2 separate regions of the Mus musculus genome follow, and region 2 is linked to region 1. The links are chromatin contacts, called in public promoter capture Hi-C maps. All regions are on one chromosome and are shown on one strand. Each heading gives the region's core, a stretch centred on a gene start, on an enhancer-like site or on the middle of the called end of the contact. The rest is flanking DNA. Distances are from core to core; before and after follow the strand shown.

What was found. Promoter capture Hi-C pulls out the DNA fragments that hold promoters and counts their contacts.
Region 2: a contact with region 1 is called in a promoter capture Hi-C map of liver, with 4 times the contacts expected there. The contact joins the enhancer-like site here to the promoter of 1700016J18Rik in region 1. A contact is called at or near these places in 16 of 39 promoter capture datasets (the 3T3-L1 cell line, 3T3-L1-derived adipocytes, the C10 cell line and 10 more), 1 of 484 Hi-C or Micro-C datasets (bone marrow-derived macrophages), 5 of 115 datasets of contacts at active chromatin or transcription factors (bone marrow-derived macrophages, embryonic forebrain, embryonic hindbrain and 2 more) and 2 of 9 other capture datasets (adipose tissue and embryonic stem cells).

The regions. Positions count from the first base shown.
Region 1 is chr10:42,015,390-42,019,764 of GRCm38.p6, forward strand. 1700016J18Rik (a long non-coding RNA gene) reads left to right here and starts at 2,765. Exons shown (of 3, transcript XR_871596.3): 1 at 2,765-2,872; 2 at 3,219-3,523. Armc2 (armadillo repeat containing 2) reads right to left here and starts at 2,993. Exons shown (of 18, transcript NM_001034858.3): 1 at 2,804-2,993.
Region 2 is chr10:42,224,117-42,228,744 of GRCm38.p6, forward strand. All of the region lies in intron 2 of Foxo3 (forkhead box O3), which reads right to left. Among named protein-coding and RNA genes, the nearest start is that of Gm38485, 48 kb to the right of the region's middle. Within about 2 kb of position 1,650, at least 39 of the 459 cell types and tissues checked have an H3K27ac peak or open chromatin away from gene starts, as enhancers often do. A contact at or near this core is called in bone marrow-derived macrophages, hematopoietic stem and progenitor cells, liver and 1 more, where this site is marked.

The DNA of each region.
Region 1 (4,375 bases), core at 1,515-4,014:
GAGCAAGCTGATTGCTAATGTCAGTGAAGCACTGACTTCAATACCAAACAGTCTGCTGACATCTCTTGAGTTCATCATTTCAACAAAGCTTGTGACAATTCTATGAGGTAGGTAGACTCATAGCATTAGTGAAGGGAAGGCTACGATACGCCCAGGACAGATGGTCAAGTTATCATAGACTTAGACAATGGGCGGCCATGTTTGGAGGCTGTGGGTTGCAACTAGAAATGATTTCAAACTGGGAGAGAGACCTTGGCAGGCTTGTGGAGGTAACAGCACTTGAGCTAGGTTCAGAAAAATGGGCTAACTTTGAGGATGTGACAGTGTCCCCGGGGGGAGGAAAAAAAGTGGGTGAGCCAAGAAAAAGAATCATGAGCACAGTGGGTATGCATGGCGCAGCACACTCCAAGCATAAAGTCATGTGGGGACCAGAGGGAGGGCGACATGGCGGTAAGACACAAAACACAAGCTGATGCGCAGATCGAAGAACTTGATTTGGTTGATGGGATTTGGCAAGCGTGGGCTGGAAGGAGAAAAGAGAGGGAGGAAAAGGACAGAACTGGTAAGTTTATATATAACTGCTCCTCTCCATCTACCCGGGAGTCACTTCTCCAGGAACCTTCCCAGGTTTAATGGCCTTTGTACAGCTGCTGTGAGGTCCCTAACTGGCCTCTGTCTTAACTCTGTCCACAGTGTTAGAACTAACTGCTCACACTGCCAGTGCTATTTCCTACCCTCGGACTCTGAATCCCAGCCCTCCATAGGGGCACAACCGAAGGCTAAATACACCTGAGCTGAGAAATTCCCGGATGAAGGCTATGTGGTGTCTTTAATTGGAGATATGTGCTGTAGTCGATTATAAAGGTACATTGCAGTTTATTTCTGACAGCATCTGATCTGTGAAGCCCTGTGGCAACAGGAATTCAAATATAGCCGCCTCTCCCTTCCCTGTTGCTCAAACGTGTGGGACTGGACAAATGACTCCGGAGAGACAGTGACATCAAGGGTGACGGGCACCAAGAACAGAGGGGACAGTCAGAGACAACACAGAATGGACAGATCCACAGGGGTCAGAGGGAGGCCAGGAGCCCTTTCAGAAGAAACCAGAAGAGTTGTGAACTCTGGAAAGAAGAGGGAGGCTAAGTTGTCGCTTGCATCTCACTGTTTGGTCTGTGGTATCAGATGCGACCACTACAGGATGAACATCATCTGCAGGACGATGGGGAACACCCAAACGGGTTTGTTGTTGCTGTTTTAATGTGTATGGGTGTTTTGCCTGTGGATATGTCAATGCACCACAAGCATGCAGTGCCTGCCAAGGCCAGAAGACAATACTGCATTCGCTGGGACTGGACTTGTGAGCCACTGTGTAGGTTCTGGGAATCAAACCCTGGTCCTCTAGAAGAGCAGCCAGTGGTCCTAACCACTGAGTCATCTCTCCAGACCCACGTGTTATTTGCATGTGTTACTTTCTTCTTCTGGCCTCAGAGGGCATTACAGGCACACTGTACACACACATACACACAGGCAAACATTCATACACATAAAACAAGAATAAATATATCTTTAAAAACCCCTATCTCTACTGTTTGCTACCAACAGCCACCAGAGCCACCTCCTTCATGTTAAAGACAACATTGCCCATCAACATTGCCGACATAGGGTTTGCTGGTGCACCCTCTTTCCCCAGCAAATCAAACACTCAGGGCTCTTTCCATGACTGAATTACTTTGGCATTAAATGAGCATCCAAACAGGTGCAAGAAAAGTGCTTAGATGTCAGAGCAAGTGTTAAGTCCCCCGAGGATCTGCAGCTCTGTGACCTTGAAGGGCATTAGACATCTCTATACCCGAGTTCTCTTCTGTTAAAAAAGCATGGATAATGACCAACTCTCAGGGCAGCTTTCAGCATTGCATGAAATGTCCAAATGCTTTAGCACGATGCTAGCTAGCTCTTACAATACTAAGAAGTACTGTCCAAGTGCTGGCTGGTCAAGAAAGATCTTCCTAGAATGAAAATACTCACCAACAAGAGAAGTCACAAAAGAGACTATCTGTCCAATGTTTTCATGCATATCATAAATTTAAATTTTCAACTAGAGAATACCATCCTTGATTTAAAAACAAAATAAAAACAAACAAACAAAAAAACCCAGCGTTTTTATCTGAATGTCAGTTATCCCAAATCTATGCAAACTGCTAGTCAAAACCTTAGGGATTTACAAAAATGGGATACATATAGTGTGACTTATTTTCTACCAAACGAAAAGAATATGATGTCGGGATGGAAGAACCTGCGGTAATACTTGTGGCATGGGTTGTAAGGGGCATTCTGTATACATACGGTGTAATTAATATTGTTCCACATACACTTTATTGAGGAGTCATTTGTTACCTAGGAAAATCCTAGTTTGTTCTTGTGGCCTGCCTCCACAGAGTCCCTTAGTCTATCACTCTCTCATTCAACCAGTGTTACTGGTTACTCCTGTTAAATACCAGGCAACTGACTAAATGCTCACAGTTACAGAAGCTGACTCCTGTGCAGACCCCGAGAGTATGCAGCAGCACCCCTCGACCCTATCTGGGAACAGAAGAGAGACTGCAGGAGGGGTCCCTGGTGAACCTGCAGGGGACTCCTCACCTCCCGCACGCACAGCTGCTCTCCCACTCCCGGAAAAGCCCGCTCCTTCACCGGTCCAGGTTAGGGCCGAGCGCCTCAGCATCCTCACCTCGCCCTCCCGCCCTCCCGCGCACCGCCTTTGCCCTGCTGGCTAGCATCTCCATGGTAACCGTACACAAACCACCTTTCGCTGCAGGCCGAGCGGTCAGCCTACAGATCCAGGACGCCGCAGAGCGAAGCGGGATGCGCTGGAGTAGGTGCTGGTTGGGGAATCCGGGCTCGACTCAAAACACCTGTGACAAGCGCTAGACACTTAGACCCCGGCGGAGTGTGACGGCCTTCCCGCTCTCGCAGGGCAGCAGGGACCAGGAGGAGGGGCGGGGCGGGGCGGGGCGGGGCGGGGCGGCCCTGCTCCACTCTCCGCCACTGAGCCTGCGCCAATCCCTCTAGCCACGCACGCGTAGCAGCGTCGAGGCGTGGCGAGGGCCCGTGCGGGAGCGCGGGCAGGAGCATACCCACAGGGGAAAGGCAAGAATGGGTGGAGGGGAGTCTTCTTTTACATTAGCAATATGTTCAACCATGTTTGTTTCTCCCCGTAGGATCTCCAAGACTGTTAAACAACTGGCAGAGGAACAATGTAGTGTTTTGGGAAAGAGTCGGTTATTGATTATAGACGTCAACGTCCACCTGGAACGGTTCCTTAGCATCTCATCTCTTATGCTTCAGGCAGAGAGTGCTATCCCTGTGTGTGAATAGCTGAATCGTGGGCCGTAGCAAAATAAATGTGAAGAGCTGTGAATGTAGCAGTGAATGTTAACCTGTTGGATATCATTAACTCCTTGCATTTGGGCAGCACTCAACCGTTTGTAGAGCGAGCTCACAACAGAGCAACTAGGGACCCAAGGTGAGATCAGGAAGGAGCGATTTAAGTCTTGGGTTGCTATGGCTAGTCGCTGTGTGTTCTTACTGAATCACTACAACCCAACAGGGGAAGAAAAAAAAAAGAGTCCTGTGTATATGTTTCTAATTCAAACTCTGTTTGCGTCTACACTGGATCATTGGGTAACACTTGTGAAATACAAGCGAGGCATAAGCTCTAAATTTACACTACGGTATATAAACATAGGGATTATCAGCAAGTGTTGTCAACACTGGGAAAATGCCGTATTCCATGGTGCCAAGGGTCTTGTAAAGAATAACTAAATTGTATCTATTTTGCACAGTTAATACCTTTGATGAGAAATGACACCTGGAACACTGAGTAAAGGTTTTCCAAGTGCTTAACAAGATTTCCCACATCACAGACAAAGAAAACTCAATCATTGATGAAGTTTAGGATCCCAAACTAAATATTATTTTTCACTGGGAACAGGATCTATCCTATGAAGTCCCATTTGTGTGTCACCAGACTCAACTGTGCAAAAGGACATTGCCTGTTGTATAGAAAGCATAACTAGCATTTTGATCTCATAGTTTGTGAGATATGATAAAATACAAGTCCATTTGGGTCTCTTGGTGGCTGTTTATAAATACAGGTGTCTATCTGACCCTTCATGGAGAGTCAGACTTCTCCAAATGTTTTGTTATTAAATGACTGGTAATCTGATATTAACTCAACCTCAACATCTTTCTGAATGATGGTGGGTGAAAAATGAGTATATCGATAGCCAATAGAAATTCAGCTTTACATCTTCTTCTCACCCCAGATTTGCGGTCCACAGTGAGCCTTCCCAAACGTTGCAGTAGCTGGCTTCTA
Region 2 (4,628 bases), core at 400-2,899, 210 kb after region 1:
CTTTATTCTTTTAAAAGCCCGAGGAAACCACACAAAGGGAATGGCTTCTTACATCTCATACCTTCTACTGGGCGGATGAGGAAAATATTTCCTTTAAAGGATTATAGGATAAGCTTTACAAATGTAGAAAAATCACAGACTAAGGCCATCCTATCTCATGCCCTTCTTCTGCCTCTTCCTCCCCTATAGACTACAGAGAAAACAAATCCTGAAACTGCTCAGGCTTTGTGGGGTTGGACGTTGTGGGCCAGAAGTGACAAACCCTTTAAGGTCCTAAGGAAAGTAATAGTCTACCCTAGCTAGCCAGCCAGAACAGGACAGGGTACTGTCTACCCAGTCCGAATGGATGGATGTATCTGCATCCCGCCCCCAGCCTTCCGAAAAGCAGGTATTTAGAAACTATTGAAGGCTCATGACAAGAAACTAGGATCCAGAATTGCTTTAAGAAGTTGCACTATTTTTATAATTTTAGTAAGAATGTCATTAAAAGGTCTAAGCCAGACACGGCAGTGCGGACCTGTAATTCTAGCACGCGGGTGACAGCGGCAGGAAGATGAAAATTTGAGGATCTACCTGATGAGATCCTGTAATCAATCAACCAAGCGACCAACCAGTCAACAGGAGCGCATGCATGTCCATTTAAAAGCAAAAAAACCCTCTCCAATGAAATCATATACGATCACACAAATCAAGACTGCTTTCTGCACTCTAGTAACTTACCAAGCGGTTTTGGGTAATGATTCCTTGAGAAAGAATACAATGATTTTGGTGGCAAGGGGAGAAAAAAAAAGAAAGCAAGGGTTTAGTACGATATGATATAAAGCAGTTGATTGTGTTGGTAAAATGTAAGATCTCTTAGGGTACCCTGGAAGGACTACGCGGCCTCCCAGAAGTCTCAGAGGGGCCTCTGACACATCAGTGCTGGTAAGGACGAATTTATATAGCTAAGCAAACATATCTGAGTCCAAACTCCCACAGAGCTTTATGGGTAAGAAAGTCTTTTCACTGGTTTATTAACTAAATTCCTCTCAGAGGTACTGAAAGACAAATGCTACTTTAATCATGAAGCCGAACGGACACCATTAGAAAGTGAACACCTCGCTCATGTAGTGCCTTCTGCCACAAAGAAGGGCACTGAAAGATTATGAAGCAATAATCCTAAAAGAGAAGTTCTGCTCTGAAGGAATATTACCTAAGTACGGCTTCCGCTTCCTCCCAACCCTTCCGAAAAGCAGACACTGTCTGCTTCTCTCATCGTCTTTGACGTATGAATCCAATGAAGCACAACGGCTGCCTGCCTGTGACAGCTACAAGAGAAGCCAAGAAATCTCCTGAAACTGACACCCAAACTAACACCTACCGAACCTCCCCATGGCTGGCCTCAGACCCACAGGAAGAGGGTACCCGAGAACTATACAGCCTTTTTCTTAACTGTTCACAACCTCCACTCAATCTGTCATTCGGATTTTACCAGTGAGAGACGGAGGCAGATAGAAAATTATAGAACACGTTCCAGGTCCTGGTCAAGGACGCCAAGCTCGCACTGCACTCTGGTCAAAGTCCAGAACCCCAACTCGTCACCACCACCTGCCCTGAAGCAAAAGGCCTGGTCCAAAGGCCAGCAGCTGGCACAGGGGCACTGAGACCCAAGGCCCTCCCACAAATCACCCCAGGGCGGTGCTGCCCCTTCCTCCCTGACCCCAGTGTGGGCTGTCAGCTTGGAGTGCTGATGAAGTCTCTTACAAGCTTCACCTTGTGCTCTGAATGCAGTAAACCAACTTGAAGGAGAGGTGTGGCCAAACTCAAAGGCAAGACACTGTCTGTCTGTTCCCGGTCCCTCACCCGAACCTCTAGCGACCTGACATCCATGAACTACCTGGTGTCTGCCCTTGCTTGTTCTGCCCAGGCCACCAGCCCATACCAGAGCAGAGACACAAGAGAGCCCTGACCAGTGTGGACATGCCAGTGTGGGGGTGTGAAGTCAGGAAGTTCCAGATTCTTTGCTCTTCATCTCCAGACCACCAGCCAGCACTCAAGGCAATGAGCCCAAGGCACACCTCGCTCCCTCCGCTGCCCCGTGTCCACAGGCTAGAAGGCCTCCCTGCTCTTGGCTCAGGAAGCACCTGAGAAGCAAGTCAACTGTCATGGCGGAATGCATGAGCGTCACAACCACCCCTGCCTGCCAAACAAGAAATGAACTCTCGCTGACTCTCCCGGACTGTCTACCTTCCAGCTTACGCTCACTGCACGGCCCTATCCTGTCACGTGACATGCATCTGCACACCCTTGCTCGTGTCATATGAAGAAGCAAGTCCTACCCCTTGAAGCTCATCCACCTTCTCACCTAAAAGTCCTGTCCTAGTCAAGGTGACCGAGGCTGCGGTGAACACGTGACCAAAAGCAGTTCGGAGAGGAAAGGGTTTATGATGTGGCCTATACTTCCACATCACTGTTCACCACAGAAGGAAGTCGGGGCAGGAACCCGGAGGCAGGAGCTGATGCAGAGGCTGCGAAGAGGTGCCGCTTACTGGTTTGCTCTCCAAGACTTCAGGGATACACACTTGGACTTTACTCACCAAGTCAGTGAGATAATTTCCCCCCTAAAGCATCCTCAAAACATTAGCAGATCCACGGAGAATGGGTCTCCATCACTGGGTTCATGGGGACGTGGAACTCCCCTACTAGCTGCACAGGGAACAGATCTCCACTGCTGTTCATGGGGAGCACAGATCTCCACAGCTGTTCGTGGGGAGCACAGATCTCCACTACTGTTCGTGGGGAGCACAGATCTTCACTGCTAGGTTCGTGGGGAGCACAGATCTCCACTGCTGGGTTCGTGGGGAGCACAGATCTCCACTGCTGGGTTCGTGGGGAGCACAGGTCTCCACTGCTGTTCATGGGGAGCACAGATCTTCACTGCCGGGTTCGTGGGGAGCACAGATCTTCACTGCTGGGTTTATGAGGAGCACAGGTCTCCACTGCTGAGTTCATGGGGAGCACAGATCTTCACTGCTAGGTTCGTGGGGAGCACAGATCTTCACTGCTGGGTTCGTGGGGAGCACGGAACGCCAATGCTCACACTACATTATGAAGTTCACATCAGTCTGAAAATAATCCAGATGCCAAAATCTCTGTGGCAGCAATCACTGCATCCTGCCCAACAAATTTAGCTATTTTCCCCCAAGGATCTTGTTTTTTTCTATCACTTCTAAATCTAGCTAACAGAGAACAAAACCTTCCTGGTTCTTTATTTTTTTACACGGGGGGGGGAAGAACTTCTTGTGTTAATAGAGGAAACAATCAAAGAGAACCCCCGAATCAAGCAAAGGAGGAAGACACCTGCTGTAAAGCCCAGGTGTGAACGTAGTGGATCGCTCCCTGCCCCCCTCCCCCATCCATCCAATAGTTGTGACTGTCTTACTCCTTGGGTGAACAGACAGACATACGTGGCATGTACTTTGCTACAACTTTAGCATCATTTTCCACAAAGATCATGGGCACTTTTTTTGGTTTTTTGTTTTTGTTTTGTCTCCCTGAAAGGAAGAGTGTGATTTCAGTACAGTAGAAGCACCACAAAAACAAATGGCTAAGAACAGAAAGTATGACAAAGCCCACTGCAGGGAAAAAGCAAGCTTTTCCAGTGCTGAAGGAGCCAGGTCGATGGCCCCAGAGGAACCATGCCAGAGACTGTCAGTCTTAAGCCTGGGACAATGTGGGGGCACAGATGGAGAAGGTGGGAAACCAAGAAGGGGAGGCTTGCTTGTGCAGATGGCTCCCCTACAAGCAACCTGCCCAAGTCTTTCTACCTATTCACCAAACATCCTGTAACTCCTACCCTGTCACCACTGACCCAGAAATCAAGGGGAGGCTAGCTCACACTTCACCAGAGAAGGCTCCAAAAACATGTGTGGCTCTTCATGTCCGCCCTGCCACTTCCCAAGAGCTGGCCTGGGACTTCCATCAGAGCCCTTCCCAACCTCAGATGCTAAAAACAGATTCTGATGCTGGCTAGATAGCTCAATAGGCAAAGGCACTGGCTGCCAAGCCCGACAAACAGATCTCTGGGTCCCACGGGGTTGGAAAGAAACAACTGCCAAATTCTCCTCTGACCTCTGTCAGCATGCACACACATGCATGCACGCATGCATGCACACATGCACGCACTCACTCACACCAAATAGTGAAACATATTCTGGTAGGTTTCTGAGCATGCTCCAGCCCTCCAGGATATCCAGGACAACCAAAGAATTGGGGTAGACACTACCCACCCCCACCTCAGCCTGCTTTCTGTGCCTTCTCCCTCCTGCCGATTCAACTGCCACTCAAGAAGGGGAATATGTCCAATCTTGTTAAAAGGATCTTATGTTCAATATTCTAAAGAATGCCCAAATGAGATTGACAGTTCACAGGTGACCCTGAGCTGACAGACACCGGCTCACAGGTGACCCACACTCACAGACATCAGGCCATATGAGAAGTTTAACCTGTGCCTGCTGCTGTTACGACCCTACTCAGAGAAAGCAAGACACACACCCTGATCCACATGGGATCTGTATCAAGTGGCTGTGTAGGATTCTCTCAGCAACAGCAGAGGGAGCAGGAAGCATCCCCCTGCCTCCTAGGCTTCC